4 separate regions of the Hordeum vulgare genome follow, and regions 2, 3 and 4 are each linked to region 1. A link is a contact called in public Hi-C data. All regions are on one chromosome and are shown on one strand. The core of a region is the stretch at or near the end of the contact, and the rest is flanking DNA. Distances in the headings are between cores, read along the strand shown.

Region 1 (2,700 bases), core at 18-2,517:
TGTCAAAGCCTATGCACCTGGCGCTTAGTGGGATGTTGCGGACCAAGAGACTTCCAGAACCCTGCTCCTTTCGTCCTCCATATCCACCCCTCCTAGGGGGACTTCTTCCTCTGCCACCATATCCCCTCCTTGGGGGGCTGCGGTGCGGGGGGCTGCCACCATATCCCCTCCTTGGGGGACTACGATGTGCAGGGCTACCGCCATAACCCCTCCTCGGGGGACTACGGTGTGGGGGGCTGTACCTCCTCATGGTACTGTCTGTAATCAATAATTCAATATTACATACAATGTATAGGAAATGTCCAGGACATGCAGACAGATGGAACCAAATTAAAAAAAAAACTAGTGGATTTATCAACAAGTATGGTTTATCAAAACAATAGTGTTTACTGCCAACAGAAATTTTGGATAAGAAAACCTGTAAAATCTGCTATTTTGGATTTCCTAAACCTTGCCACAGACAAGAGAAAATGTTCAATGAACATATCATTGGGTTAATGCAAGCACAACCATGTACTGTGTGACATAGCAAGTAACAAAATAATTCCACAATCAAAATTTGCATAATCCAACACTGAATCCATCTTGACAGGCTCTGCACAGTTCATTGGATAAACCTGAAAGCTACAAAGACCCCACCGAAGGTTCACATACACGACATCAAAATGCTACTCACCAGACATAGGACGATGCAATTTGTCAAGAATACCAATTACAGCATACGCACATCACCATTCTCAAAACAATCTATCTGAAGATATAACTACGCCATTGGGCTAAACGATTCACGGGTTGACATAAAGCATGGGTGTCTGCAGCCACAAGATTGGCATGCCAAAGGCAGCAGTTTTGACGCCAAAAGCACCAAGGCGCCGTAGCGCACCAGATTTCGAACCGCCATCTCAGGTAAAAGGAAGCTCAAGATTGGCACGGTGGCGTGGCTGGAGAGAAACATCCAAGTGCTAGGCAACCATTTGCGAAGCCCACGCGGATCTACACGCCCGTCGAAGACTTAGGGTTCGCGGAGGAAAGACCACGCAAGCGGCCGAGCAAACATGCACACACGAATACGCTCGCAAGCAAGCTGAGACGGGGAAGGGGGGCGAGAGGGAGGGAGGGAGGGAGGGAGGGAGAGTTACTGCGCGTGGTCCGGGGAGCGCCCGGGGAGGTCCGCCGCCGCGGGGGTGCGAAGGGGAATGGGGAAACCGAAATGAGGGCAGAGATAGGTCGATGCTGGTGGGGAAGGCGCGATAGAGAGATAGATGGCTGGCCGGGTTATATGGGCCTTTTAGAATTTGGGCCTGTGGTCGTTCACTCCATTTGTTTCAAAAAAAAAAAAGTACTCGGAGCAAAAGTTGTTCCGATATGAAATGTACTCGGAGCAACATGCCGATTTTAGAAGCAATCTGGAGCAAGAATGGAGCGGCATCCAAAATGCACAGTCCATGGAGGCTATGAGCAACAAACTGGCTGACATATCTTTTTCCTTGACCCAATGAAGCAATGCAACTACAGGCAATGTGAGTCGCGAGATTACAAAAATGAAACGAGAACTAGCCTCTTTACGGAATGACCCCTTGAGGATATCTCCTACATGTGGGGAGTCAAAATTGATAGATCACCTTATGGAGCTCTATCACATGAAGGAAACTTTGCATCGACAACGTTCGGGGGTAGCTTGGCTCAAAGATGGTGATAAAAACACCAAGTATTTGCAGAGACGCGCCAGTATGCGCAGGCAAAAAAAAACATGATCAAAAGTCTGACTCGGAAGGATGGGACTGTCACGCATGACCACGGTGAGATGGCATCTCTTACGAACGAATACTATAAAAATCTTTCTGGAGCTGAAGGGACGTCAGGAATGAACGTGGTGCTCGATAGTGTGCCTAATAAGGTAACAGAAGAGATGAATAATATGTTGAATGCTAAGTTTTCAGATGAGGAAATAAAGACAATCCTTTTTCATATGTTTCCCACAAAGCATCGGGTCCGAATGGCTACCGTGCACACTTTTTCAGAGGCATTGGGATATTTGTGGCAACGAGGTAACTAATATTGTGCTTCGGATCCTACGTGGGGAAGTGAGTGTGGATTTTTACCTACTAATAAAGCAATTAGTGCTTTTGTCGTTCGTCATTAATATTATCCTCAAAGTTGACATAAATTACCCACTGTGCCATCCATAAGTAAAGAAAACGCTTTGATTTTTCTTTCCAAAAGTCGCGGTGTAGTCCTTTATTTCATGGGTTGTTGCTATAGCAGCACCAATGGACTAGAGATGTAGTGGCTGAGGCCTATCACTTCTAGCTAGGAGAGCAGGGTTCGATCTCCATCTTGCACATTCTTTTACTTTTCCTTTTCTCACACAACGCCTTCCCCTATGTGTGTACCTTCATGAGCCGGGCTGGCCCATCTGTTGATCTAGACTCCGTTGTCTTTTTTAATTTTATTTTTCTTGTCTTATTCTGTTCTTTTCCTTCTTTGTATTAATTCGGGTTTTCTAAATTTCAAATATGGTGAGTTTTAAAGAAACGTTCGAGAAATTATAAAATGCATGAGAATTTGATTTTTTAAGGAAATTATAAAAGTTTCATGGATTCAAAATATATTGGTGTATTTGTAAAACTGTTTGCAAATTACAAAACAAAATCACAATTTGAAAAATAAATAGTCGGGAAATAAAATCATGTTCTTGAT
Region 2 (2,700 bases), core at 61-2,560, 750 kb after region 1:
CCATTAGGGTCCGCGCGAACAAAAGTGATGGCCCAACGCATCGACCCATTACCAAAACACGTCCGCACCGACCCATTTCTGGCTCAAATTTGAGATTGAAATGCGTCAGCGCAGACGTGAAACAGACGCGCGCGCATCTTCTCGGTGTCCGCCAACCACGGGCAACCAACTTAATTTATGAAGACCACCCTCCGCGGGCTCACGCGTCAGCGGTCGCGGTCGGCCTTTTTTTAATTCGAGCGTGCGGTGGGTTTGGCCTCATCTGCTTCCAGACCCCCCCCCCCCCCCCGGTTCCCATCTCGCCACCTCGTTGACGACCAAACCCTAGAGCACCACGTGACATGGACGACTCCTTTCAAAACAAGGGCAAGGCCCTCGTCTACCCCCGCGTGATCTCCGTGTCGGCGACTTCCCGCCAGCCTCACGAGCGTGTCAGTGTCCCGGTGCACCAAGCGCCGGTAAAAATGGGTCGGGCCAGCGTTGGGCGCATGCGCCGACCCAAACGCCGAACCGGATGTTGGTGTCCGTCGAACGGACCCAAACGGACAAAAGATGGACAAAATCGCCGTCCGTTTGGGTTGACCGGTTGGAGTTGTTCTTATATGATTTTTTTAATAATTTCTTTTGTAAATTGGGGACTGTATTTTAATTTCCATTCCGGGGCCTCTCGAATTCGTGAAGACGGACCCGCTTACCTGTATCCAAGCAAAGCTATCATGGGCGCGCACATGACAACTGCTGCCCCGCGCGGTCGAGCAGCGGCACATGGGAAGACGCACATGAAACCGCACTGATTAACGCAATGCAATGCAGCCACGGGCATCTCTCATGCAGTACTGCGAATCTGCGTATCCCCCAGATCTGGGTGCTAGCCGCGACATGCAGGGGCTGAAGCTTCCTGAAATGCATGGTGGGAAATCTGGACGTCGCAGGCGTGAAATAGTACAGAAATCTCCAGGTTATGTGTTGGTACTTGATTAGTTGGTTAGGGAAACGCGTACAAATTCATTCGAGAGGAACTAAACGTTCGAAATTCCAGTACCAAGCTCCAGTCAAAACAAATTAAATCAGTACCAAGGCCGCTGGCACGGAAGCACGGAGATTTATGTGCCTGGTGTGGACTGCGGTGGAAGCAAGTTCTGAACTTGAGAATTCTCTTTGGTGACTTGAGATTCTATCATTCTAACAAAGAAGATGTTTATATTCGTCAGAAAAGAAAGAAGATGTTTGTCGTCGAGACAGAATCTCCAGCGACCCTTTTTCCTGCGCGCACTCAAATGCGATTCCCACACAAATAGGAAAAGAAAAAGCGTAAAGAAGTGTGACGCACAGGCACAGCTCACGCAGCGACATGATCACCATCTGATAAAAAACTGAGGCAATCCCATCACAAAGAGATGAAATAAAAGAAGAAACGGTGCCATGTCCTGTCCTCTCCTCTCCTCACTGAGACTCAGACGACCTCCCGTCGCCTCTTCTCCACACTCACCTCCGGCTCCAAGGCATAAACCTCTCCCTCCCTCCCTATCTGGCAATCATCATTGTCAACAATGGCGGAACCCAAGGCGGCCAAGAGCAAGTCGTCGTCCAAGTCCAAGAAACACCACCACCAACCGGGGGACGGCGAGGCGTCCAAGAAGGCCACCAAGGCGAAGGCCGAGGCCACGGCCGCACCGGCGCCGTCGCTCGACGCGCACTTCAAGCCGTGCGCCGACGTGGCGGGCCTCCGCTTCGGCGCTCAGCTCGTCACGCGCGCGCTCACCGTGCGCCGCGCCGGGCCGCTCGAGCTGCCGCACCTGCTCCGAGTAGCCGTCCCTGACGCCGGCACCGGGCAGGATGCCAAGGACAAAGGGACGCAGCCGCTGTCGTTCGCGCCGACGACGACCGCGTACATCCCGACCAACTTCGCCATCCTGGCGCACCACGCGTGGCACACGCTCACGCTCGGGCTCGGCACCAAGAACTCCAAGGCTGCCGTCTTCGTCTTCGAGTCAGCCGCCATGAAGGCCATCGCCGACGCCGCCTGGCCGCAGGTCCTGCCGCTCGGGGACGTCGGAAAGCGCCTCCTCCGTGCCGCCCCGGGCGCGCCGGAGATGGCCCGCTTCAAGTTCCGCAAGGGCTGCGTCACCTTCTACATCTACGCCGTCCGGACCGCCCGCGCGCGCGGCTTCGCGCGCGCCGACGAGCTCAGGGCGGTCATCGAGGCAGTCGCCAAGCTCAAGGACTTCTTGGACCACACTGCCATGCTCGCGCTTCCGGGTCAGAGGAGCATTGACGCCGCCGCTCCGGTCGGCATCGTGCATTGATGCAAACTTACATTTGCTTTTCTGTATAGAGATATCTTCTTCCTTCTTCTCCTTTCGTTCTGGCGTGTGATTAATTTCTGAATGTGGCATCTAAAAAAAAAACTGAATGTGAGCACTTGTTTTGTGGATTGAGATGCTGAGAAATTCCTGAAACTCTCCAATTAGTCCATTGGCGATTGGCATCAGGAGATGTAACTGTAATTCACTCTTAGCCTTAGGCATATGTTCCAGGTTGGAAAATGGGAAGCTGATCTTAGCCCTCTGCAATATTATAAGTGAATCTTCAACAGTCTAAGTCTGATGCTTCAGTTGAGGAGCATCCATACAGAGATGAAGTGCTGAGCTGAACTCCATCATTGTCTCAAGTTGAGCTGTACTTTACAGCCATGAGATT
Region 3 (2,700 bases), core at 172-2,671, 950 kb before region 1:
CACATGACCCCAATTTTTTATTTTTATTTTTTATTATAAATTATTTTGGACTATGAAAAATAACTCTATAATAAAAATATCGCGACTTTGGACCACCAACCAAGCAAACACACAGTTATGCCAAAAATGCAAACAAGTGTCCCTTTTTTATAAATGAGGCATTGAGTTCCAGTAGCATTAGCACATGTGTATTTTTCTTGTATAGGAATAACCTTTTCTCACTTTTATTTGTACTTTTATTACTTTTTAACACGAGTTTATTTTTTATGTGTAGAAAGGGTGTTTTCTCATTTTTGTCAGTCTTTTTGTTTGCATTTTTGGCATAACTATGTGTTTGCTTGCTTGGTGGTCCAAAGTCACGATAGTTTTATTATAGAGTTATTTTTTATAGTTCAAAGTAATTTATAATAATAATTAAAGATAAAAAATTAGGGTCATGCGTAGCTACCATCATGGATAGCAAATTATTTCTGAACTAAATATAGTAATAGATAAAAAGATAAAGAAATCCAAGCACTGAACATTTATAGTATACATTGAACATTTTCGTAATATACAATGAACATTTCTTAAATAGACATTGAATCTTTTGTGATATACGCTGAACAATTTGAGAAAACAAATGGAACCATTTTGTGATATACGTCGTACAATTTGGAAATACATATTAAACATTTGTCAATACAATAAATAATTTGAAAATACACATTGAACATTTTCGTAATATACAATGAACATTTCTTAAATACACATTGAACCTTTTTTTGACATACGTTGAACAATTTGAAAAAACACATGGAACCATTTTGCGATATATGCTGAACAATTTGAAAATAGACATTGAACATTTGTCATTTACATTAAATAATTTGGAAATACAGATTAAACATTTAGTAATATACATTAAACATATTTTAAATGCACAATAAACATTTTGCTAATGTACAGTGAATCTTTTGTTAAATATACAATGAACATTTTTGTAATCCACGATGAACTCTTATATAATACACAAAAATAAAAAGAAAAAGTACAAAATAAATACAAGAAACACAAATTATTCATCAAAACATTTCCTCATAATGCAAAAATAAACGACAAAACATTTCCTTATAAAGTATTAATGGACGAAAAATGAAAAAAAGAAAAGAGAAAGAAAATAAAGAAAAGAAAGAAAAAGATAAAACCAGAAAAAAAGAACATGAAATAACCAGAGAGTAAAACAAAACAAAAAAGGCAACTGAAGAAAACACAACAAAACAATTGAAAAACCAGACAAAACATTGAGAAAATCGAAAGAAAAAACCACAGAAAAAAACACACAGGAAACGGCGGACGAGCAAAACACAATGCCGTACGTGGGCCGGCCCAACCGGACGGTCGCCTCAGCGAAGGCTCAACATTCTGACGCTAACGAGCGTCCAATAGGGTTCGCCAGTCCAAAACCCCCAGTTCGAGCGCGGCGCCGGAGCACAGATAGCTCCCCGTGAACACCTCCATCTACGGCGGCGATGGCCGGCGTCGGAGCCGATGGCGGAGGAGATACGGAGATGGGCGGCTGGTCAGAGCTTCTCAACACCTCCACCAAGCTCCTCGAGCAGGCCGCCCTCACCCCTCACTTCCCTGCCCTCCAGGTGATGCATCGCGCTCTTCCTTGCCCTCCTCGCCCGCATCTATCTCTTGCCGCGCCCGAGCCTCCCTTGCTTTTTTCCGCCTGATGGGTTCGTTGTTGTTGGCCCGCGCAGAGGAACCTGGACCAGCTCGAGGTGCTCTCCACCAAGCTCAAGGCCAAGACGATCCGCGCCGAGGCGCCGTCACAGTCGCTCTCCGCCACCAGGTTGCTCTCCTGGACCCCTTTAGTTAACTCTGAGAGAGCCTCTCTGCCCATCTCCCCGTCGTGTTTCGTTCGAATCAGGATTGCCGCTTCTGGTGTTTTGGATTGGACTTAGGGTTTCGGCTGTGCATCTGCAGGTTGCTGGCGCGCGAGGGGATCAATGCTGAGCAGCTCACCAGAGACCTCAAGTCATTCGAACTCAAGGTGATTAGCTTGTAAACCTGGAAAATGCATGCAGGGTTCATTTCAGAGAATGCTATATAGATAATCTTATGTGTCGGTCGTTTAGACGAGGCAGTTGATTTTCGTAGTCTTGACATTTTGTGCTGCACTCTTTTTTCTTTCATCCATAGCCGACTATCGGGGCTCTTCACTTGTTTTTTTCGATTAGCAGTATTAATAACTTCCTTACTTCACGAAGAGGCAGAACTCGTGCTGGTTGCCTGAAAGAAAAGAATAACATGAATAACGTCACCTTCTTAGCTTCTTACATAAGATCCTAGTTTAACTTTTAGACACACATTCCCTAGTCTTTTTTTGAGCTTGTAATCCACTTTATTAATACACACTCCCTATGTCTGGAGGCTGCAAATCACTCGCTTATCTGAAACAATGTTTTCTAGTCTCAGTTGAGGCAATGTAGTGTTTTCATGTAAAGTTTCCTACTCAAAGTCAGAAAATATTGTTGTGAGTGGTCAAGTCAGATTTTACTACTTATCATAGTGTAACAATCTTTCGCCACCAATTAGGCCAGCACGTATTACCTCAATATTGTTTTCTACCCTGTTGGTCAATGTATATATCCGCTTGCTTGTTACTGTACATCTACAGCTCTTGAATATCACTCAGGCAACATGTTATCAGTA
Region 4 (2,700 bases), core at 105-2,604, 810 kb before region 1:
TCAGGCGAACGAGTTGGTGGATCTTTACAAGTAACGTGTTATGGGTGACTATAAACATGAGGTAAGAGCAAAGAGCAGCCTACTTCTCATAGTGGGAGCTGTATATAGTTGTCAAGATTGGTTGGTCTTATGGAGTTCATCTTCTAATTCAATCATGAAAAGGAAGAAAATCACACATTCAAGCCAGATAAATCAGTGAGGTGTTCCACCCTTGGACCATTGAATGTTTCCCCTTTTTACAGGTTATTACTGACAAACTGATTGCGGTGTTGGGGTTCATATAAACTGCAGGTAGTGTAATGGCATATATGATGAAACTTAGATCTGTGAAACTTGGTGTGTTTGTGTCCTTCAGATTATACAGAAAAAAAAACTCTTGTGTCTACGTGAATATTCCAAAGAGAGGGTATGGAGGGAGAAACAAGGAACTGTAATCATGAATCAATCAAGAGGAAATGACGTTGTAGGAAATTTTGGGAAATCTCTTACAAAAAGAAGCTGGACAGTTCTCTTCCCTTTACCAATAATACAAGGAAGCATTTCATACACTGGGAAGCACTCTAAATAGTGATGCTTCTTCGAGCATTGCATACCCTCGGAAGCACCCTAAATAGCTATGCTTCAATTAAGATGCCATCAGTGAATGAAGAACCGAAAAGGAACACGGCAATAAAGAATCTAAGCAACCAGCGCATTCATCACGGAGTAGTAAAGATCCAGAAAGCTTGTAGAGCCAAGAACACAAGCAGGTAATTAAGACGGTCAGAGGACATCAGTCCCCACTCCATACTTCCTAGCCATCCACTCTACATCTCCAACAGTGAAAAAAAGATGTACTCCTACCTAGTAGACCAACAACCCGCGTCGTCAAAGCAGCGGGACGGAAATAAAATTGTTTCAGAACCAGCTAAGCAGGAAAGATGAACAAAGATGTCACTACAGGTTGAAGAAGAGGATGAATTTGCTCAAAGAAGAAGAGGAAGAGGACGAAGAAGAAGAAGAATACTTACAGAGGCACCACTACACCATGCTGTTCTTGCGCTGTTCTTGGCGTCTCTGAATCAACAACAGTTGCAGGAGAGAGAGACAGCCGAAAATTATTGCAAGGGAGGGGGGAGATCTCAACCGAAAGATTCTTTCTCTTCTCTTCGCCCAGCTCAGCTCGGAGTGACTAGGGTGGGAGGGAGGTGCTGTGGTGTTGCCTGTTGGTGGTTCAGAGTGTGTATGCGTATATATGGAAGTGGGGGTGGAAAGGAGGGGAGGAGACAGGAGGCAGCGAGAAATTAGGGCACGCGAGGCAGACGCAGGGCAGGGGGGAAGGAAAAGACGGGGGAGGAAAAGGGACGGGCGGAAAGGAGAGGCGTCCGTATTTATAGACACGGAAGCAAACACAGGAAAAGCTAGCGAGCATGGCGTGGCATGGCATGGCCAGCCACAGTTGCGATGCGATGCGAGCGCCATCACCGTGCATGCAGCCAGAGCCAGGCACGGCCACACATGGACCATGCGCACATGGAGCCATGGAGAGACGGGGACGGACGTGCGTTCGTGCATCTCCCCTCTCCCTCTCCCTCTCTCTCTCTCTCTAGCTTGGTCGAGCTGACTTCACAGTGGCTGTGGAGCAGGGAGGAAGAGAGAGAGGGAGGCCATGCAGCCAGGCACTTCACTGTTGGAGAGGAGATGGAACAATGGCAACGGCAGGTGGAGCCTCTCTGGATGGATGGGCTCAAATCAAATAATTTCCCCCGCGCGTCTCTAGGCCATTTCCTTGCAGATGCGTGCCTCCTCCTTTTTCCTTTCGCCTTTGTTCGCCGGCCATGAAATTTACTGCCGCGCACTGTATTACTAGGGGGAAATGGCTGTGCCGTGTCCCCGAAACTGGCCCCTCCACTGTGCTTCAAACCCATGCATGATGCCGCGCAGAGAACGTCGACAAAAGTAATCCATGCAGCGAAACAAAAACAGAATTTGTGTAGAGGGGGGAAATAAAGAAGGGAATGAAAAAGGGTTCCCGTGGAGCAGCGTGCTCGATCCATCTCTGCGTGACCTTGTAAAACGCACTTTTGACAAGATCACTGCCTGGTATCGTTAAAGTGGATCCGTGGAGGTGGAGCACGAATCAAGATCACCTGAACAAAAGGTGGGGGGCTTCCTTCTCCTTGTTTAATGCTGGCATACTTTTTTTATGGAGGAGCAGCCAACTGTTTCATCAACGACTGAAAAGAAGCAGATACTGTTGGTTGTGTATAGAGGTTGCATCTTCATGGACGGAGCAGTCGTTATTAAAGAGCAAAAAAGATGAGAGTTCGGGACGGCTGAATCTTCCGGATGGGATCATGTCCGATGATGCACAACAACGACAATTACTACTGTTTACCAAGCGCGTGTGTTTCGAGGGCAAATAAATCTTGCAAAAAAAATTGGACGCTGCCATCCGAGGGAAAAGTTTAGGACTCCGCTGCAAATCTGTCATCAGAATTTATAGAGAAGAGTATACTTTTTATCCCTTAATTTTTGGTGGAGTCTGAATTTAATTTCTTAATTTTAGAATCAGATAACTTGCACCTTCAACAACTAAACCAGACGTGGTTCAACCCTGACCTCGACCAATGACCAAGGTAGAGGGTGGCCAGTATGGGTCATGGCCCATCCTACGATTTAAAAGTACCTTCTAGGAGTATATCGTAAGAAAAAGACTAA

What was found. Hi-C and Micro-C count contacts between places; a contact is called where the count stands out from the background.
Region 2: a Hi-C map of seedling shows a contact between it and region 1, with 4 times the contacts expected there. The contact joins the promoter of LOC123395538 here to the promoter of LOC123400214 in region 1. A contact is called at or near these places in 3 of 6 Hi-C or Micro-C datasets (leaf and seedling) and 1 of 1 datasets of contacts at active chromatin or transcription factors (embryo).
Region 3: a Hi-C map of seedling shows a contact between it and region 1, with 7 times the contacts expected there. The contact joins the promoter of LOC123399829 here to the promoter of LOC123400214 in region 1. A contact is called at or near these places in 3 of 6 Hi-C or Micro-C datasets (leaf and seedling).
Region 4: a Hi-C map of leaf shows a contact between it and region 1, with 10 times the contacts expected there. The contact joins the promoter of LOC123395453 here to the promoter of LOC123400214 in region 1. A contact is called at or near these places in 5 of 6 Hi-C or Micro-C datasets (leaf, seedling and an unstated tissue) and 1 of 1 datasets of contacts at active chromatin or transcription factors (embryo).

Annotation. Positions count from the first base shown.
Region 1 is chr5H:90,183,099-90,185,798 of MorexV3_pseudomolecules_assembly, reverse strand. LOC123400214 (serine/arginine-rich SC35-like splicing factor SCL30) reads right to left here and starts at 1,267. Exons shown (of 8, transcript XM_045094642.1): 1 at 1,140-1,267; 2 at 18-258. The coding sequence starts at 250.
Region 2 is chr5H:89,432,289-89,434,988 of MorexV3_pseudomolecules_assembly, reverse strand. LOC123395538 reads left to right here and starts at 1,310. Exons shown (of 1, transcript XM_045090552.1): 1 at 1,310-2,601. The coding sequence starts at 1,551. The coding sequence ends at 2,306.
Region 3 is chr5H:91,135,747-91,138,446 of MorexV3_pseudomolecules_assembly, reverse strand. LOC123399829 (nuclear pore complex protein NUP93A-like) reads left to right here and starts at 1,421. Exons shown (of 15, transcript XM_045094208.1): 1 at 1,421-1,634; 2 at 1,746-1,837; 3 at 1,972-2,038. The coding sequence starts at 1,512.
Region 4 is chr5H:90,996,119-90,998,818 of MorexV3_pseudomolecules_assembly, reverse strand. LOC123395453 (protein rough sheath 2 homolog) reads right to left here and starts at 1,354. Exons shown (of 2, transcript XM_045090456.1): 1 at 1,011-1,354.